2 separate regions of the Gossypium hirsutum genome follow, and region 2 is linked to region 1. Evidence: chromatin contacts called from public Hi-C data. All regions are on one chromosome and are shown on one strand. Each heading gives the region's core, a stretch centred on a gene start, on an enhancer-like site or on the middle of the called end of the contact. The rest is flanking DNA. Distances are from core to core; before and after follow the strand shown. Region 1 holds the start of LOC107895184 (photosystem I reaction center subunit XI, chloroplastic). Region 2 holds the start of LOC107938168 (60S ribosomal protein L5).

Region 1 (7,069 bases), core at 1,629-4,128:
AATACTGAACACTATGTCGTAACATGGGATATCTGATGTCATAACATAGGGAACATAATAGAGAAAGCAAGGAATTTTCTTCAATGTCGCGACACATGCTGAGGGTGTCGCGACATACCCCTAAAGATGGCTGTAGAGGAGCATAATGGCTCCTATGTCGTGACACAGGTCTTGGTGTGTCACAACATCAAATCTATGACAAAAATAAAACACGAAGCAAAGGCGTTTTGGTCTATACAATCGAACTTAAAGCTTGGGAATGTCAGCTAACGTAGGGTTAAGGATGACGACTACCTGAAGGCTATAAATAGACTCCTTTGGCACATATTATGGACACCATTCCATTAGCTTAGATTCTCTCTTTAGGTTGAAGTTTTTTTTTTCTTGCTTTCTTTAAGTTTTCATAGTTTTAGTTTATTTATTCTTTGGTCCTTTCAAGAGTTCTAGTCAAATCAGAATAGTAGTTCCGGGACCACAAATCTGAGGTCAAAATATTTATTTTATTATTATTTTAATGTCTACAGCATGATAGTATGATTGTGTGAAAATTTCGTTAGGAAATTTTATCGTTTAAATGCTTAATTTGATAAAAAAAGGACTAAATCACGTAAATTGTGAAACTTGTATTCTATTAGCTAAAGGTGTTAAATAGCTGTGAAATCTTAAATTAGAGTTCCTTATGTTGTAATTAGGTCATGATTAATGTGAGTGGACATATTTGGACACATTATTAAGTGTTTTAAATGTTATTAATTAAGGTTAAAATTGTAATTTAACAAATTAAACTAAGTAAAATATTGTAAAAGATCTTCCTAAATGGTTGTTCATCCACCGAAATTTGAAGCTAAAACCTTCCATGGGAGCTTGTTAATTTGGCTAAGCTAAATTTGGTGCATGGTAAGTATTTTTCAATCCATTTTTAATGATTTCTATATTTTCGGAGTTGTCGTAACTTAATCTAGCTAGCCTATGGATTAATTTGTATAACTGTTAAAGGTTTAAGGTTATACCTCTTTGTATTTGAAGCTAACGGTGTTACCTTTTTTTTGTTCAACTCAGTGTTAACTCTTTAGTGTTTAATTTAAGTTTTAGATGTGATTTGATGAAAATTCATAATTAGATAATAAGTTATTAACTTTCATTAAATCAATCCTAAAGCTCCAATTAAATCATATCCATTTAATTATGATTGACAAATTAAATGCAAAACTTAAAAAAATTACAATTAACATTAAATATACTTTATTAACAAAACCATTTACTTTATTAACAAAACCATGAAAAATTCAAACATAATAGTTTTAGTGATTAAACTTTCATCATCAGCTTTAAGACTCAAATTAAACATTCAAAGTTGACATAATTACCTTTAAGTATCAAAATATATTACTGTTATCAAATATAAGTATCATATTAGACCAAAAATATAATATAAAAATCACATTAAAAAAATATTAGATTGAGGTATTAATTAATCTTTTTTTTCTGCCTCGAACGAGCACAGTAATAATTGATCTGATTTGAGCCGCTTTTAATAACAGTTAAAGCTCAAAACGCCTAGTGCGGCAATTTGGCTATTGATTGTGGTAAAGCGAGTGAAATATCTCTTTCAATAAATAACTTAAATTAGAGTGACAATCACTTGATATAATTGATATTCGTTCCCAAAGGATCATCCTGAATACAAAGATTTACATTAAAAAAGGGACCAGGTAAAACATAGATCAAATGATGATCTACTTAAAGTAGTAAGGAAGGTCAAGGACATACAGGAGGAAGTAAGCCCAAGTGACACCAGAGATTCCACCAAAGAAGAACCCTCCAGTGAACTTAGCCCATCCATCCGCCGTTTGCAACTGGTCTGGCTCTTTCTTCCTCCCAGTCAGGGTTAGGCTCGGTGCTATCGATGGCTCACCTTCTTTGAACGACGCAACACCATACATCGTCAAGCAAATGCTGAGGATCACAACCAAACCGGCAGCGGCTAAGGACCCAGCTTGACCCGCCACCGCAGTGTTCCTTAGAGGGCCGGCCTTTACGAATGGACCAACCAGGAGGAAGCCGTGAGCCAGACCCACTTCGATTCCCCTCAGAAGTGGGTTCACTGCCGTCCTATAGGCTGGGAGGTTGGAAAGGTACCATGCAATTAAGGGGCTTGAGGTGATTGGAGTCTCCAGGCTTCCAATGAAGGGGTCGCCGTTGATGGGTTGGATTACTTGAAATGTTGACTGCAAAAGGAGACGGAAGAGGGGGGGTGATAAAAAAACTTAGTGCAGTGACGAGCCTAGCTAAGCTAACAGTGACCAGACAGACATAGCTAGCTTACCTTGTCGGATTGAACAGCTTTGACAGTGAAGCAAGGGGTCCTGGTCTTTCCGGAAGATACTTTAAACGGGGATCCCGAAATGCCCCTGGGGACTACCAGTCCTCTTGTAACAGACGACCTAAAGCTGCTCTTCAGCTGAGTCGCCATTGGAGAAGCAGTGGTAGCCATTTACGGATTTTGTTGTTAACTGAAAGCAAAAAAGAGAGTGGGAAATAGAAATATGTACAAATAATACGAAGCCAAAATAGAGTGAGAGAAAGAGATTTTCCCATTATCGGATGCAAGAATGTGTGGTTGAGGTGGCTGAGGTGTTAATTTTGCAGATTTGTGATTGGATGCATCAATCTGTGGAATCTTATCCCTTATCCAATACTCGAAATGTTGCTGACGGATTACATTAGTTCTATTTTATTTAAGCTGATATCACATCTTCAGAATATAGTTTGAGATCGAAAAAGCTAGGAACACACTTTTCTAATGGATTATACTTAATTTCTTTACATAAAATTTGTGTTGTATTTATTTTACTTTACCCTGTTTAATACCATAAAACTTCCGGATTTAATTAGCTAAAAAGTTATTTTAATGTTTGGTTTGTAAAAATTATTTACTCATAGAAGACATTTGTTTAAAAAATATGTAAGATTAAGTTTGTAACAAAATTACTAAGTGCCAGTTCTGCATTGTTTTTCAAAAGTACTTCTGGCTCTAAAAGTATTTCTAGAAGAAAAGCTGTACAGAACAAGTTGCTTTTGGCTGAAATTTTTAACTTTTTAGGAGTGCTTTTGAAAAGTACTTCTGAAAAGGAGAAGTTAAAATTTTTAGTTTTTTCTCTCCCAAAAGCACTTTTAATGCTTAATTACTTTTTCACCCCTCCAATAACATTGTACTTTTTCTTTTTTTTTCTTGGTACTTAATTACAAATGTGTTAAACTCATTAGTTAAAAATAAAAAAATATTTTTTAAAATATTAATTACAAATATTTAATAGTTATATTTAAATATTTAAAATATAATTGATATATTCTAATTAAATTTTATAAATAATTAATATTTATTTCTTAAAAATATTTAAAATTTATATTTTATATATTAAAATATTAACAAGAAGTTATAATAATTTTTTTATATTCTTACTAAAATATAATAATATTAACTAATTTAAATATTATTTAAATGCATATTTGTTACTTTATAATAACATGTCTAAAATTGACATTTTATTTCTTAAAAGCACTTTTTAACAGCAATGCTAAACACTCAAATTTTAAGGGTGTGTTTGGTAATACTTTTGAAAAGTGCTTTTAAAAAGTGTTGTGGAAAAGTGTTTTTGAGAAGTGCTTTTGAAAATTTTAGGTGTTTGGTATTGCTGTTAAAAAGTGTTTTTCGGGAATAAAATGTCCATTTTAAACATGATATTATAAAGTAGCAAATATGTATTTAAATAATGTTTAAATTAGTTAAAATTATGATATTTTAGCAATAATATAAAATAATTTATTATAACTTATTGTTAAAAAATTAATATATACTATTAATTTTAAATATTTCTAAGTAATTAATATTAATTATTTATTAAATTTAATTCGAATATATAAATTATATTAAAATATTAAAACGATAAAATATTAGAGTATATTTCATAATTATTTCATAAAATCAAACAATCAGAAAATAAAAACTAAAGCATAATGAAAAATTAGAAAAAGAAGAGAAGAAAAAGATAGAGTACCAGTGGAGAAGAGAAGATACAGAGAACAATTTCAGACAAAGAATTGGAAAAGTTCTACCGTGAAGGAGATAGGTTAAAACGGTAAAATACCAACCCAAATGAACTTCAAGCTTGGAAAAGCTAAAATAAATGGCTTTTTCATCTGTAAAAAAGGCCTTAAATTAAGTTAAAAAAGTTGTCAAACAAATAGTTGTTCTTCATTGCTTTTGAGATAAAAGAACTTTTTTAGGAAAAAGTTCATCCCAAAAGCAATGAAGAACAAGGCCAACCAAACTTTTCAAAAGCACTTATCAAAAGCACTTTTTCAGAGCACTTTTCAAAAGAATTGTCAAACTAGCCCTAACTGTATGTTACATTATTATATTCAGTTCTAGTAGGAATAAGTATTTGATCCACATAATGTAATATTATTTAAAAATATATTCTACTAATTTTTTATTGTAATAGAATTTTTTTAACAAGTTTAGTTTTTTAATCATTTTTTAGGGATAATAACAAAAATAGTCCTTGTACTTTATTCTAATGTGGTATTTACGGTTTCAAAATATCTAATTTGGTACTTATACTTTAATTTTGTTAACATTCCGATACCTATCCCTGACGATGTCAAATTTGCTGATGACATGACATGTTGTCGATTCAAAAAGCGGCACATGTCATTTTGTTGACTTTTGACAAAAAAATTTGGGGGTATTTAAGAAATAAATCCATTTTTTTCCTTTTTCAAATAAATTTATTTTTTAAAAACCCCTAAAATTAATTTCTTTTTAACAAGACTCCATAAAATTTATATAAAAAAACCCAAAAATTTCTTCAAAATTTTCATTTAATTTCCTTTCATCAACTCTAAAAAAATTGTTAGAGTTTTTTGCTTGCTTGTACCATGTTTTGTTCGAATGAGAACAATTTATGCTTGGGTTGTGGGTTGTTTCGGCCTCATGGATTCTTGACATTCTTGGCCTACAAAGGGATGTCATGTTTAAAAAAACAAGAGCTAATTTTTTACTAGGACTCTTTAGCTCTTTAATCGATTATATTGATGAAATTATGTGTTCTATTGGATAAGAATTGAAGCCTTATCCTTATTTTTTTAGTTGTTGAATGATTAATCAAAGAATTTTATCTAATTTATGCAAAGGATTTTTCAAGGGACTTATCTATCATTTTATTGAAGTTTATCTTGTGATAACAAGTTGCTGATCAACACATTAAATTTGTGTCTCATTCCCTTAGAGCTACATGACTCGGAGAGATGGAAATCTACACTAGCTTTGTTTATTTTTCTTGTGTTGAACATTTTATATTCTTCTCTATTTGTTGATGAATTCTCTTAAGTAGAGATGAGAGTTATCTTTAGTGTATGTTGATTATGGTATTGTTCTCTATTGGGGCTGGATGAACTTGGCTTGCAAAGGGGTTATAGGCTTTAGCCAATAGAGGCATATTGTTTCGCTTGATTGATTTAGTTGAATTAATAAGAGTATATCCTAAGCAAAGATTTGTAGACATAGGACAGTTGTGTCTGAACTGTGTTAAAAAAACTTGGTTTCGTTGTTTCTTATTCCTCTTACTTTTTTCTTTTGCAAGTTCACAACTTCCGTTCTATTTCCTACTGCAATGAATTTTGAACATAGTTAAACTTTTCATATATGTAGATTAATTTTGGTTTCAATTAGTATCAAAGCCTGGCTTCATAAGATGTTTAAAGACAATATTGTAGTGTATCTATAGTTATGAAACCAATGAAAAAAGGAAGTTAAGTATCATGAGCCTTACTTCTGGTAGTATATTTAAATTATGCCTAGTGGAAAGCTCGTATGAAGGCATTCATTATGTCGACTGATGATACCGCCTGTAAGGTTATCGAAGAAGGTGATGTAACACCCTTTACCTGACCTGATCACTAGGTCCGAGCTATAAGAAGCTATATTCATTGTTGGAGCAACTTCAGGCAATTATACACCATACAACCATTTACACATGCAATTAAGTTTAATTCACATTCATTCTATGCAACATAATTATTTTCGGGTACCATATAAGCTTACAAAAACTCTTTTGCTAACTCAAGGTTGAACTAGGAACAAATTGTGAAGTTTTCAAAATCTAGGCCGATATTGCGACATCATGATTTCCACGTCATGACATCGTTAACTCAGAAAGTTACATCGCAACTTTAAGCATCTCGATGTCACGACATCACCCATTGTCAACCCATGTCACAACGTCGGGGACTCGAGGTTGCAACATTACCCCTATTTTGGGAAAAAGCGTGTTTGGGACAAGTTCATGCTTTCAATCATATGCTTATATACAGTTATTCATCTTTTTACAATCCAAAACATCATCAGTCTATATCAACGTATACCAATTCAAGCATATGAACATGTGAAATTAAACATTCAATATAGTACCAAACTAACATTTACCATTTGAGTATTTTTCTTTATCAACTAACCATACCAAAATTGTTTAATTTTCCTAATCTATCATGCCATACTTATGCAATTTGGAAACCAAGCACTTAAATGATCTTTACATGAAATCAAACAATGCATATACTAAGCTATATGCATGCTTAGCATTCAAGCTTACCATTTTCAAATCATTCACCAACTTATCTATCTTAACCATTTCATTTTGTAACCTTAAACATACTAAGCTCAAGTAAGTTTAAGATCATCATTTTTAATAGCATTAAACTTTTCCAAACCATGCATCAATTAAGTCATATCCCATGCTTAACATGCAAGATCAACCGTTACCACATTTATCACATAAATATGAACTCAAAATGACCATTTTAACACTAAGGTGCCCTTATATACATGCCACAATATCTAGACTCAAAATCAACATACTTCTACCGTCTTGTTGGTAGTGTGTGCTTCGCGCTAATTCAACTTGGCAAGTTCTGCAAGGTGATGATCTACAAGTAGAAAAAAAACTAGAGTAAGTATTTAAACGCTTAGAAAATTCAAATGGAAAATATTATACTTGTAACACCCTCA
Region 2 (7,069 bases), core at 2,230-4,729, 670 kb before region 1:
AAAGTAATTAAACACTGAAATTTGAAAAGAATAGCTAAAAATTTTAATTTCTCCCATTTGACCAAAATTACTTTTGAAAAGTGAAAAATCTCAACAAAAAATTATTTGTTTAACACAACTTTTTTTCCAAAAATATTTTTCCAAAATAATGCTAAACAAGGCCTATATATATGTGTGTGTGTGTGTGAAAGGAAGGCCCTTCCCTACATAACACTTGTCCCTTTTGTTTTTACATGAGTAAATGATGGTTAAATTTCGTTGTAATCCCTCTACTTTTTTTATATTATATAAAAATGGTTATATTTCAATTTTGATTCCTATATTTCTCTTAATTTTAAATTTTAATCTCTATACTTCAATTTTAACATAATTTGGTACCTTCATTCTTATAATGTCATTAATTAGTCTAAATATTTTATTTTAACATTGTTAAAATTCTCTATTAAATCCATGTTCATTACAATATCATTTTGTTTGTTATAGGATGTCAAGTGGATTATTTTTAATTTTAAAATGTCACACTAGTAAATTTAATAAGGAATTATAACGGTGTTAACAAATAGATCTAAAATTTTAAAATTGATAAGTAAAAAGACTAAATTCTTAAAAATAAAAATATAAAAATTAAATTTTAAATATACGAAAAGTACTAACAACTTGAACTTTAAATTTTTGTTCTATAATTTAGCCAATAAGTAATTAACTCAAAATAGAATGTAGATAGAAACCATACCAGTCAGAGTACATGATGACATGTATTAGCCTTTTATTCACCAAAACTTGTAAATGCTATACATAAACAACCAAATTTAAACATTATAAATTTCTTTATCTCATGTCAAAGCAGGTGTCGTGGTGTAGTTAGTTATCACGTCAGTCTAACACACTGAAGGTCTCCGGTTCGAGTCCGGGCGACGCCAGATTTGATATATTTTTGAGACTGTGGGACCATCACGGCAAGGCATCAATCATCACGCCCATATCTAAGTTTGCCCCTTATTTGGCTCGTCCAAACAGATCTCATTATTCTTTCTATTTGTAAAAATTAAATTTATGACTCTTGAATTTTAAATTATTAGGGAATCAATACATGAATTAAATCTTTTAAAATTATTTGAAGTAATGTTTGTTTAATACTTAAGCCACTCAAGTTGAAACGTTTTCATCCTCTTTTCTTCTCCTAAATATTAAAATGATAAATATCAGTTATCCAACTAGATTTTAGAGCAAATTAAGTTTAGATTTTAATTGGGATGCAATAATATACTTTAGATATGGATTCTAAGTTATCGTGTAAATTAACTACTATTTTTTATACAAAAGAGAAAGAAACAGAAATCAAACCACTCGTTGCAAAGCCACACCCTGTCAAATTCTTTAGGATTGCAGCAGGTGGAGCTATGAAGATATGACTACCGATAGAACAACCAAATGCCAGTGATGCCATACCGTTACCAACCTTAATACTTCCCTTATTCACATGAGCTATCCTAACATCCCAAGGCTGCTACAACAGTCTCAAAATTGATCGACTAACATGATATTGATGGTGGTCGTTCGATCTACTGCCCAACAAATTCACTGTTGTTAAGCTGTCCAACTCAAGCTCGTATTAACCCATCGAAAGCCCCCCAAAGTAGGTTTATAAAATGGAGCAGAGGCCAATGTTCCTGGCAAATCCCAGAAACCATCTTCCGTTATGATCTGTGACCATGCCTACTGAAGTAGCCAACTCCACTCATAACTTAGTCGTTTTAGAGTTAATGGTTTGCCTTTTCGAGGAGCAATCACGGGGAGAGGATTAGTCATTATTATCGATGATGGATATTTTAGTGTAAAAGAAATACAAAATTATATAACAAATATAGAGTCAACTCTCTCTATAACAATCTCATTTGCCTACACAGATTTTGTCTGTTATAGAAAGGTAGTTATTATACACCTATAATAACATGTTGTTATAGGGAGATTATCATTGTAAACTTGACATAAAATTTATATTGTGAATTTTCATCAAATAAAAAAAGTGAGAATTATGTTCAAAAAATAAGGAAAGTGTAAATCAAATCAACAAAATTACAAGACTTATAGCAGGTGTATGCATTATTGTTTTTATGCATGTTTTTGTTTGACATTCTTCCACATGATTAATTACAAAGTTCATAAATCTAAAAGTTTAATTAATCAATATGAGTTATCAAATTTAATTAATTAATTAATCACAAGTCTCTAAATTCAAGTAATCAATTTATAAATTTATAATGTTTCAAATTCATAGAGAATATTTAATTAAAGAACTTAATAGTTTATTGAATTGGTATTTTTAATTCTACTCATTTGAAAATTATTTTTCATTTAATAAGATAAGATTAATAGATTTTTTTCACATAAAATTTAATCATTTTATAGAAATAATATATTAATTAAGATCATATTTATTTAATAAATGATAATTAATTAAGATCATATGAAATAGTTATAATTTTACTTGAAAATTTAGACAATATGTTATTATAGAGAATTAATTTAATAAAAAGTGTACTTTATAACAATGAATGTTATTTTTATGAGTGAAAAATTGTTATAGAGAGTCAAAATAAAATATAAAAAATTAATTCTACTAAAATTTGGTTGTGATAGCAGTGGTTTATCTAAGGGATTGGCAATTGCTCCGATCCTCTTAAAATGGAAAATATTCTATTTAGGTGGCCCTTTAAAATTTTTAAAATTTTAATTTAATCCTTTAAAAGTTATAAAAATATAGGTTATTCAAATGATAAAATTACACTTTTACTATTGTAAAATTTATATTTAATTTCATCCACTAAAAAAATTTTCTAGCTTCGCCCTATGTGGTAATGAAATACTATTTTAGCAAGTAGATATTATAGGGAGGGTTGACTATGTTTATAAAATATTAATATAAATAATAAATGAGACTTTGGTTGAGTTATGATATATAAATGTGGAAAACTAAGGAAGTATGAGTTCAAATTTTATTATGTGTATATATTTTTTATATAAAAGATATAATTTAACAAAAACACTCTTAAAATAATACAATTTACTTTATAGAGTGAGGGTATTCTTTCATCTTTTCTCAATTGAATTAATATTTAATTAACTTATGATATCAATTTAATCAAAAGTTTATAATAAGTATAGATAAATAAACAATCATTCTATTGTAATTTTTTCAAAAAAATTCTAAATACTTTAATGAGTAGGGTTATGAAAAAGTGAAAGAAAAGAGAAGAAAGAGAGGGGAAAAATAAAGGAAAAAATTTTAAAATAATAATAATTTGTTTTCGAAAAGTATTAAATTTTTTTATTTGAAATAATAATATCAGTTTGCATTATATAATTAACAGACTCAGTAATAAAAAATGATAAATTAATAATATTAAGATCATATCATAACTTTTTAAAGATAAGAATGTAATTTAAACAATATAAAAGCCATTAAACCTGTAGTTTCCCTTCCTTAAAACGTGGGTCAAAAATAAAAAAAGCCAAGAAAATCAATCGTGGCCGTTGATTTACCGATATAAAGTCTCGCTAGGGTTTTAGAAATATAACACCTTCTCTCTTGGCAGAGCCACAAGACTCGGCCGCTTAAAAAAATCAGAGTGAAAGCCATGGTAATACTCTCTTCACAATCGTTTTACGTTTTTTTTTTCTTCTAATTAACACCATAGTTAGCTTGGCATTTTGCATTATAGATCTCATTTTATATGTTATTTATCTCCAGTTTATAATGTCAGATCTTTGCACAATTTTGTTCGAGAAAAGAATCAATTATAAAATCTGTTGTTTTGTTGCCTGTAACAGAATCAAGTGTATTTTAAGCAGTATCTTATTTCTGCTGTAAACTCGAAGGTTCTATGAGTGTATATTAAGCAGTTTTTCGCTGTAAACTCGAAGGTTTTATGGAGTTTAACTAATTTCAAATTTCATTTGCATTATTTTTTTCTACTTTTATTTCATTTTCCTTCTCGCTGATAAGCTATCCTGAGATTCAAAGTCAGCAGCGAGACGTTAAAATGCTTAAGGTTGTAAATTCCTTTTATTGAATAAATTTAGGTAATATTTGGTTGTTAGTTTTGTTTTAGTTTTTCACATTCGTAAAATATATTAAACATGTGTTTATGGAAGGAAACATTGTCTTAGATTACTACCAATTATTTTCTTTGTTTATTATATATGCTTTCTTGGTTTTCTGAGTTGGTTAGTTTTATGCTACAGCCTTTCGTTAAAGCTCAAAAGACCAAGGCTTATTTCAAGAGATATCAAGTTAAGTTCAAGAGAAGGCGAGGTACTATAATTAGGCCTATATCTGTATAGTATCGCACTTACTGTTTTGATGTTGTAATAATTGTTTTAATCTTGTAGAGGGCAAGACAGATTATCGGGCCAGGAATCGGCTTATTAATCAGGACAAGAACAAATACAACACCCCAAAATATCGATTGGTTGCACGATTTGTATCCTATTTCTGACTGATTTTTTTCCCTCATCATTTTGTTTGCATTGTCTATCCCAAGCAGCACTGCACTTGTTTTTGTTATTTATATTGAATAATTTCTGTTTGGGTTGAGGGTATAATGTTTAGACATATAGGCTGCTGAATGTGCTGAAATACCTTGGTTAATTCAAAATGTGATTATTTGTTCTTTTATGTCTTGCTAGTTAATAATTTAACCTTAACTTATTTATTAGACCAACAAGGATATAATTGCACAAATCGTACATGCTAGTATTTCTGGTGATATAGTTCTTGCAGCAGCTTACGGACATGAGCTTCCTCGCTATGGACTTGAAGTTGGCCTTACAAATTATGCAGCAGGTGGGATTTACTTTTCTAGATGTTAAGATGATCTTTTTCTTCTGTTTGAGGATATTATCTTATTCAATGACATTTTGAACACAGCTTATTGTGTTGGACTCCTTTTGGCTCGCCGAACACTGAAGCAGCTGGAGATGGATGCTGAATATGAGGGCAATGTTGAGGTATGCATTTGCCATGGTTTCTGAAGTGCGAAGATATATGTTTTTTTTCCAGAGGGATAATAAGTATGTCAAAATTATGATTGGCACTTGCTTACAGGCAACTGGGGAGGACTACAGTGTTGAACCAGGAGAGAGCAGGAGGCCTTTCCGTTCTCTCCTAGATGTTGGTCTTGTCAGAACAACCACTGGTAATCGTGTTTTTGGTGTGCTCAAGGTATATTGGAATCCCTTTCTATATGATATAAATGTCCTGAATCTAACTTTGTTCGCTGTTTTTTCTATTTTATGTGCGTAAAGCATGGTCTTGTCTTGAGGTTAGGTTGTTAAATTCTGGTAGTGAGTAGTTTTGTGCATAGTGGAGCTAATATGAAATGTTATTCTCGTTTTTGTGCTGCAAGGATTCTTTTAGTTTTTCTTTCTAAATCAATGGCTTTGCTGCCTGTTTCCAGCTGAAGAAAGCCACTCTTAGTTATTGTTTGGCTTTTAAAATTTCCACCTATACTATCTCTATATTCAACTTTGGCTTGTATTTATTCTTTGCATTTCCTTTTAGGGAGCTTTGGATGGAGGCATTGATATTCCTCATAGTGAGAAGAGGTTTGCTGGATTTAACAAGGACAGTAAGCAACTTGATCCTGAAGTTCACCGCAAATACATTTATGGTGGCCATGTTGCATCATACATGAGGGTAAGATTTAAGAATTTTAAGTAGTTAGAGGAAAGTAATAATGGTGTTGAATCTCTCCTCTTTGGGCGGTTGGGTTTTGGGGTGTTAATTTGACAATGTTTTATGTTGTATCTGTGTGAAAGTCTCACTATGTCAAGTTGACAGACTTTGATGGAAGATGAGCCAGAGAAGTATCAGTCTCACTTCAGTGAGTACATAAAGCGGGGCATTGAGGCAGACAACCTGGAGGGAGTTTACAAAAAGGTTCATGCTGCTATTCGCGCAAATCCAGAAGCTAAGAAATCTGAGAAGCCACCTCCCAAGGAACACAAGAGGTATATAACTTCTTGCCACTAAACTGGCTTTGTTATTATCATTTGAATGTTCATTTAAGTTTTTGTCTTGAAGAATTTCAAGTCTGATGTAATGTTGGTCTGTGCACGATAGGTACAACCTGAAGAAGCTGTCTTATGAGGAAAGGAAAGCCAAGTTGATTGATAGGTTGAAAGCTCTCAATTCAGCTGCCGGAGTTGATTCTGATGAGGATGATGAGTAAATTGCTGGAGTTGATAATATGATGTTGAGGATGAGGATAATGCTGAGTAGACTCGGAAATAGAATTTGTGGCATGTTTTGCCCTGTTATCTTTGGTTTTGATGCTATAATTTACTTTAAAAACCTGAATCTTTGCTTGCTTTTGCTTATTAGGGATGACAAACTAGCTTTTTTCCCTGCGGATCCTCTGGTTTTTGGGGGATTGCGCTTTCAGTTATTTGGTACTTTTATTATATGAGCACTACTGGGCATTTTGTTGTGTCATAATCTTCGCGGTGATTGCCATTCTATCAAATGACTTAGTCCTATCTCATGCCTACTGTAAAAAATAAGTGGTCACCATTAGGCAATACAGGAAGGTTCTCGCATTCGTGTGTGGTACAGATGATAGATGAGAGCTTAGTTTCAATGGTTAAGATGGTAATGATTTTGCCTACTTAAGGTTGGGAACTTGGATATATAATACGGGGATTTTTTATTGGACGAGTAGTCAATATTTCAATATAGCTTCAAGGCACTTGTGTCTACACTCTACACGCACAAAAAGAAGATAAGGATTTATTTAGATGAAGAGTTGATTTTATTAGCTCGTTTATTTAATTAAAAATATACATAAGCATAATTTTGTAATAATTAAGGTTGACACGTATAACCCCGCTGAAGAATTTTCACTAGAGTTTTGTCAAGTGACTTCAACACTCAGGTCGTTATAAATAGACGGAGAAAGGTTCCTCAATGAGTAGGGGGAAAACGTAACGCTTTCCTCTGAAGAGTAAAGACTACAAAACGTCACATTGCAACTCGCATGATGTTATTTTAATAGGTCAATACATTCTT

Evidence for each region. Hi-C and Micro-C count contacts between places; a contact is called where the count stands out from the background.
Region 2: a contact with region 1 is called in a Hi-C map of leaf, with 2.0 times the contacts expected there. The contact joins the promoter of LOC107938168 here to the promoter of LOC107895184 in region 1. A contact is called at or near these places in 2 of 34 Hi-C or Micro-C datasets (both in leaf).

What each region holds. Positions count from the first base shown.
Region 1 is chrA07:50,890,663-50,897,731 of Gossypium_hirsutum_v2.1, reverse strand. It overlaps LOC107895184 (photosystem I reaction center subunit XI, chloroplastic), which reads right to left and starts at 2,878. Exons shown (of 2, transcript XM_016820443.2): 1 at 2,327-2,878; 2 at 1,643-2,228. The coding sequence starts at 2,494. The coding sequence ends at 1,737.
Region 2 is chrA07:51,565,671-51,572,739 of Gossypium_hirsutum_v2.1, reverse strand. LOC107938168 (60S ribosomal protein L5) reads left to right here and starts at 3,479. Exons shown (of 9, transcript XM_016871252.2): 1 at 3,479-3,641; 2 at 4,246-4,315; 3 at 4,393-4,484; 4 at 4,720-4,846; 5 at 4,931-5,010; 6 at 5,108-5,224; 7 at 5,564-5,698; 8 at 5,843-6,012; 9 at 6,125-6,496. The coding sequence starts at 3,639. The coding sequence ends at 6,233. TRNAV-AAC (transfer RNA valine (anticodon AAC)) reads left to right here and starts at 847; the gene lies at 847-920.